2 separate regions of the Cyprinus carpio genome follow, and region 1 is linked to region 2. The links are chromatin contacts, called in public Hi-C maps. All regions are on one chromosome and are shown on one strand. Each heading gives the region's core, a stretch centred on a gene start, on an enhancer-like site or on the middle of the called end of the contact. The rest is flanking DNA. Distances are from core to core; before and after follow the strand shown.

What was found. A called contact is a pair of places that touch in the nucleus more often than the background predicts.
Region 1: a Hi-C map of liver shows a contact between it and region 2, with 13 times the contacts expected there. The contact joins the promoter of LOC122134223 here to the promoter of LOC109058280 in region 2. A contact is called at or near these places in 5 of 8 Hi-C or Micro-C datasets (liver, red blood cells and skeletal muscle).

What each region holds. Positions count from the first base shown.
Region 1 is chrA3:20,646,503-20,650,097 of ASM1834038v1, forward strand. It overlaps LOC122134223 (E3 ubiquitin-protein ligase RBBP6-like), which reads right to left and starts at 1,279. Exons shown (of 7, transcript XM_042722863.1): 1 at 297-1,279. The coding sequence starts at 462.
Region 2 is chrA3:20,411,575-20,415,090 of ASM1834038v1, forward strand. It overlaps LOC109058280 (polycomb protein suz12-A), which reads left to right and starts at 1,399. Exons shown (of 16, transcript XM_019075493.2): 1 at 1,399-2,123; 2 at 2,777-2,823; 3 at 2,947-3,011; 4 at 3,229-3,297; 5 at 3,401-3,450. The coding sequence starts at 1,952.

The DNA of each region.
Region 1 (3,595 bases), core at 29-2,528, 230 kb after region 2:
AAGTGTACAGGCAAAAAAAAAACGTTTCCATTTAAGCAATATTCACAAATATAATAAGTCATAACATAACTGACTTAGCCAAACAAAACTCGACGTTAGAGTAACACAATGACAACGCCGGGGATATCAGGATTTAGCCTTTTCACATTAACGTTAGCAAAGATTAGCTTCGAGCTCGATAAACACCTTTTCCCAAACACATACAACTACTCTTTCAGGCCACGTACACACTTTAGTTTCTGTTAACTCACAGCACCTTTAAAACAGTGTATAAACCGCTTCTATGCCGAGCTTACCTTCTTTAGTCTGAGCGTTGGTGATCTGCAGGTCGCAATCCGCGGCCTTCAGCTTTTCTCGGCCCATGATCTGGCGCTTCAGATCACTGAGCGTGATGTGAAGGCCATCGAAGGTGACCGTGTCGTAGTTGAGTTTAGAAGAGAACTTGTAATGGACACAAGACATGTTTAAACAATCCTCGTGGTCAAACACCACCACCACACACAACCAAACTCAACTAACGTTACAGTGCGCACGACCGCGTGGGCTCTCCCAGCGATCACCCTTTACTCAGTGTCAGTTTATCAGCTTAACAGTTTAAGAACAACAGCCATGTCTGCTCATCATCTCAACACTCTTTTAAACTAAGAGTCACCACCACTAAGGAGGTCGTGTGGATTTAGCCTCACGTGAATAACTGCGGATTGAAAAGTGTTCAAAGAGACTGTGATCAAAGACGCAAGTGACTAAGTCCACGGGGATTTCCCGGCAGAAGCCAGAAACGCTCCTGCTGTTTCTCAATGTCCCAGAACCGTGTGGCGGTTAGCCGTGAGCTGTCCGTAACTCCGATTTAGAAATACAGAGTTCAAACAGTGTCCGTAGAGTCCGGTCAAATACGTCGCCCCAGTGTCCGCGTCAAAGTCCCTCCGGAATGTTTGTTCGGTGCAGTCCAAAATTCAACAAAACCCAACCGACGTCGTTTGAAGCAGGGCCTGAAACACAATGTGGCTAGCAGCTAGTGTGATCAACCCAAAATGGCGTCCTTCACACATACAAAAACAAAAGACTAAAGCAAACCCATTACAAAACGCCAATACAAAATCAGCATACAGAACGATTCTCCTTTTATCAAAATACTGCCGCGGTAATCCAGTCGCTCCGTCCTCAACTCTGACGACCGCAGAGATGTTTAAATCACACTTTCAACGTACTGACCACATTCGGTTGCGAAAACAACCCGACGACTCCACGCACTCAAGGGGTTTCCGCTGGAAGCGCAGGGGCAAAGAAGGAGGAGCCACGAGTGCGCGTGCGCAGATGCTACCAGTTGCGGGATGTTAGTAATAAAAGAATTTGTTGTTATTTTTTTTATTACATTGCTTGGAGCATAAGAAACAAATTTGTGAAGGACGCCAGGACTAAGTAAAAAAAAAAAAAAACTAAATAAATAAATAATAAAAAATACACAAGACATGAAAGGCATGTAGCCTATAGGAAAAACCAGTGTTTTATTTTTTCATTCACCAATCAGTGTTTAGGTTTCAGGCTATTTTTTTTTAATCCAAACTTTGTACAAAGATGACTCTCAACTATGTTAATGAGAATGTAAGAATGATTTGATATAGCCCACTACTGTACTTTATGGAATATGTTCATGAAATGGCCATAAATTTGTTTTTCCATTCTAGAAATTGCATCTATACATTGCATCTAATTTGCATATTAATATGTTCTTGGGGCAAACCATAATGAAAAAAAAAAGAGTTGTATTAATAGGAGTAGTAACATTTTCATAAGAATATCTCAATGTCATAGAAATATTGATCTATAATTTCTTTCTCTATTGACTTGTTGTGTCTCCCCATAATGCCTGATTAACATGTTGTTTGTCCTGGTGTCCTCTACAGAAGACATGCATAAAAATGATGTCCTGTTTCATAAAAAGTCATATTCCGATTTGAAACCTCATAACATTTTTCTGAGATTTATTTATGACAAACAATTTCAAAATTAGCCAGATTTAATTACAGAACATTATCATATTTCCATTAGAGTGTTAAATTTGATCATTCTGTTAAAGTTCAGTCATGTTTAAAGAACAAGGAGAGGGAGTGTTTATGATCAAACCTCCAAACATCTGATATCTCTAAAAAGCCCTGAATATGCTCTGTACAGACTGAACACCGTGGCATGTATTGTCTCGGAGAAATTCACTAAAATACAATGTCCTCTACAGAAAACAAAAGTCTATGGGTCCCAGGAGTATAGGTTTTATATATATACATATATATATATATATAGTTTACACAAAACTTTTATTGTTTTAAATGCAGTGATTGTTTTCAGGTTGCTTGGTTTCATTAACAAAAGCCAAAATTTTTTGTTAGTTGAGAATTTACATTTTATGGAATTTTGCTAAACGTATTAAAAGATAAATAGGCATAACATTAAAGACTGTAAGACTGAACGGTAAATCATTCCTGCCTGCAGCTATAAGGCTCTTTAATGTGTAATGTATTTTATCAGGTAATGTGTAATAACTGTAATAATAAATTATTAATATATTTATTTATTTATTTTTGTATTATGTCTTGGAATGTATTACATGTTTTTATGTTTTCTTTTTAGTGTAAGATTCCCTTTTAGGTGTTTAGTTAGGTAGATATGTCTGTGTGCAAGGACTGAATTGTGGCTTCTGCTGTAACAATATAATTTACTGTGAAGGATTAATAAAATATTTAATAATAATAAAAAATAAATATGATAATATTGCTTTTCCTTACATCGGTCATCAAAGCCCCCCCAAAAAAATTATAAAAGTGCATGAATCAAAAATGATTGGCCAAAATGTTTTGATAAAATGACAGTGTCATTTACAGCTGTCTTACAAAAAAGGTCACACTTTGTTCTTTTGGTGATTATTTGTTTGGTATTTAATAATTACTTTTAAGTTTAATTGGTAATTATTTCGTGAATTAATTTACACGAAATTCCTTTAATTATAGCATATTTACTATAAGATATTTGTATGATAATAACCAAACCTTCTCCAATTTACATTATTTCGGAGGCCTACACTTTGTTTTTGAGGACTTATGATTTATGGCCACCAGATGGCTGTCTATATTTACAAATTCTCTTATTACCACTTGTGCTAGAGATGTTGTGCCGCTTGTAGCATTAAACTAAAAGATGCAGATATACTGCTGGTATGTCTGTCATCATAATATGTTCAATCTGAAACCAGTAAATGAAAATTGTTTCTATTATTACACTTATGGTTTTACAGTAGTTCTTTGTCAGTCATAGAGAACACTGTTAGCAAAATAACTGGAATAGGCTTCTTAATTTTGTAAGCCATTTACAGATGTAGAGAAATCATCTTCATTTTTTACTTTATCAAAATGTTAATCTGTTGCGAAACTGTTGTACTTAGAGAAACAATGAGTCCCTAACTCTAAGATTGTTTAGAGAACATTACAGTAATTTTAGCTCAACAATCCCTGTTCAAATGTGAGACTGAATCACTGTCGTGATAAGAAAGCTAAGTCAACCAATGCCAGCAAATGTTTATTTTCAGAAAGCATCTGTGCACTAT
Region 2 (3,516 bases), core at 149-2,648:
TGCATCGTCTTTATACATATTATAGAAGCACTCTAACGATCCAAGTCTTTTTTATTCCCTCTGCTAAATTGGACACATCCGGTAGACGTTAGCTCGGAGGTTTCCCGGATGTGTAACGATTCAAATAAAAAAAAAGTCTACAACACTTCAAATTAAAAGTACAACAACTATATCTCCCACATCAGCCAATAAACGTTCGCAAAATGCGTGTCATTAGAAATTACAGTTACAAAGTACAGATCCAGCAAGCAAAAATATTTCCCGAGTCTATGTATCTGTATGCTGTATTTGTAAAGTAACACATTCACATTATTTTACACCAATGGCATTTCTCCATAGTATTTGATAGAGTCCGAAGCATATATCAATCTATTTGAACCATAGATTTTAATGCAATACAGGTTGAATAGACTTCAAAGGTAGATGTAATAAAAAAGATTAAAATAAAAATCTAGTGTTAGGCTATAGATTCCCTAGAAATAATATTTTATTATTTATTATTTTATTAATATTTTATTATTTTTATTACACTCTTTATTGGGAATAAAAGGCCATTATATATTCCCGAGAACCAAAAATAAATAAATAAATAAATATAAAAATGTAACTTTGTTGTTTTTTAAAAGTCATTACATTGATCGGAGCATAAGAAGCAAATGGAGATAAAACATTAAAAAACAAAAACAAAAAAAAGATATTTCACATTTTATTCTATGTATCATATTTCCCTCAGAGTGTTAAATTTGGTCATTCTGTTAAAGTTCAGTCATATTTAAAGAACAAGGAGAGGGAGTGTTTATGATCAAACCTCTGATATCTCTAAAAAGCCCTGAATATGCTCTGTACAGACTGAACACCGTGGCATGTATTGTCTCGGAGAAATTCACTAAAATACAGTGTCCTCTACAGAAGACAAAAGTCTATGCCTGGGTCTCAGGAGCTATTATGTAATATAAGCATAATATGTTTGTCTTGTCTTTGACGTGCTATCAAAGTAGATAGCTCATATATATGTCAGTCCACACAACTGAGTTGAACGTGTGATCACATTAAAAACTGTACTGAGAAGCAGGGCGTTTCAAAGTCGTTTTCTAAAGCAATGCATAGCAATCGCCCCACTTGTTTGATTCAGTCACGAATGATCAGGAATCGGTGTTTATTAAAGTTAACTGAAATAAATATATCGAGAGCCCCTAAACACAAAGTATAGGCTACTAACGTTACTTTTCTGTTGTCTAAAAATGACAACAAACAAACAAACGTCCGATAACATTTTCAAAAACAGCTAGGGGCTCGGCATTTTATTTCACACACCCTGCGCTTTTCCTGACTACATTCTTTATATTTAAAAAAAAAAAAAAAAACGAATTTCCCGCGAAAAAAATAATAAGCGAAACGGAAGGCTGCGCGAGCTCTCAGTCAGCACACTCTCTACCGAACTTGACTCAATGTTCAAACTCGAGGTTTTATCAGCTGTGTGGAATACATTCAAGACAGAGGGCGGGTAATATTCAAGCACTTTCGATTCAGGCTGTTTCTAATAGGACGGAAGGCTTCTCGGCTTACTTGTATACGTTAGTCCTAATAAGTAAACAGCAGCGGTGTTCTCGTAACGACAGAACAGCGGACCACTCATCAGTAAGCATACTTTTTTTTTGCCGCGGTGGGTTTTTGTGTTGTAGTCAGCGCTTAGTATCGCGTGGAATCCAGATCACACATGATCCGGTAAGAGCTCGCGACGCGCTCGATTCTACACGCTGACGAGACGTTGTCGCGAATTCCATCCGGTCTGTAAAACAAACTGAAGTGCCGGCTCGTTTATGTTAACTGTTACTCTGTCGAGGGGGCGAACCGGTCTCGGCTGCTCTCCCTTTGTTCGGGCCCAAGACTCGGCTGAATCCACCGGAGTTCCGTTTCAAACGTCTCATTCGAGCGCGAACGCTATATTAGGATGGCTCCACAGAAGCACGGATCTGGTGGAAATGGTTTTTACGGCAACAACACGAGCAAAGCGGCTAATGGAGGAGCGCACGTATCGTCCGGTGTTGTGATGACTTCAGCCAAGCGACCCAAGATGGAGCAGGTCCAAGCCGACCACGAACTCTTCCTGCAAGCCTTCGAGAGTAAGTTGCTCGCGAATCCAACTTTTCCCCATAGTCTCTTTGTATGTACAACAAATTGCTGTTTTTCGAGCACACTTGCCAGTATCCGATTGCTTCACGACCCATACTCTTAGCTGAAGGGCTAAACAGCAATACTAACTTTAACGTTAAGGTTACCTGGTAAACTGTGTGCAGTAGTTCGCAGAATGCTTAAATAAGCCGGATAGTTCACGATAAAAGTCGCATGTCGTGTTTTTTACCCACGGTAGAGGGATTTAGACACGTATTAATTGTCTAGGCCACATCCTATATGAAAATTGGACACGTGCATCAAGAGATGACACGTGCTTTGTGGTGCTTTTATGTGTTTTATTATTTTAATATGACATTGGGGGCTTGCTGTCATAGAAGAGCAATGGACAACAGTCGTGAAAAGCACAAACCCCTTGAAAACCTCTCTGCAGTTTTTCTACACTAGCTCAGACAAGTAGTGTACTTTCCAAACTGCCACCTTGATTCATGTGTAAGGGTGTCATTGTATAAAAAATAGGTTTAATTGTATAGACACTTGCTCGATGTGTATCTAAAATAGTAGTGTCTTTGTTTTTTTACCAAATGCGTGTCTCATTCTGGCAACATCGGTGTGCATGATACTACTGCATTTCTGTTCACAGAGCCAACTCAAATATACCGATTTCTTCGCACGAGGAATCTCATAGCAGTAAGTAGACCATGATCATGATGAAGTGACATGCCGTTCTCATTTAGACGTGAACTAACTGTACAAGGCTGCCATAACAATAGACTTAACTGGTTGTATCTTTCTTTTTTTCTGTTCTTTCAGCCAATCTTCCTGCACAGATCTCTTACATATATGGCACACAGAAATTCAAGAACAAATTCAAAAAGGTAAAAGCATTACATGCACCTAATGTCTTAATCTCTTTGTTTGTCAAAAAGCCACACCTTCATTTCCTCATGCAGGCCTCATAGTGAGTAAATTTCCATGTTGACAAATGCACTGCAACTGACTGATGTACTGTACTTCAGTTGTAGTTAGATAAGCTGAATGAGGGTTTCACATCTCAGCCATTTACAGAAAGTTTGTTGGCGTCTGTTATTTCAGAAAATACTTCAGTGTGAACGACCTGCTATTCAAAGTAGAGAAGTCGAAAGTGGATCAGGAATCTCACAAGTAAGATGTTCTTGATCCGGATTTATTTCACTCACTGTTTTTCTGAACGTGACTGAATGGGTCAAATGCATGCAGAAGTTTTATCTCCAGTTTTGTCTTGCAGCATGGCGTCAAACCTGCAGCTAACTTTTACTGGATTCTTTCATAAAACTGGTAAGCTAACATTAGGTTTATGTACACTTTTATCAGTGTGTGCAAATAATATCATCTGATCGCTTT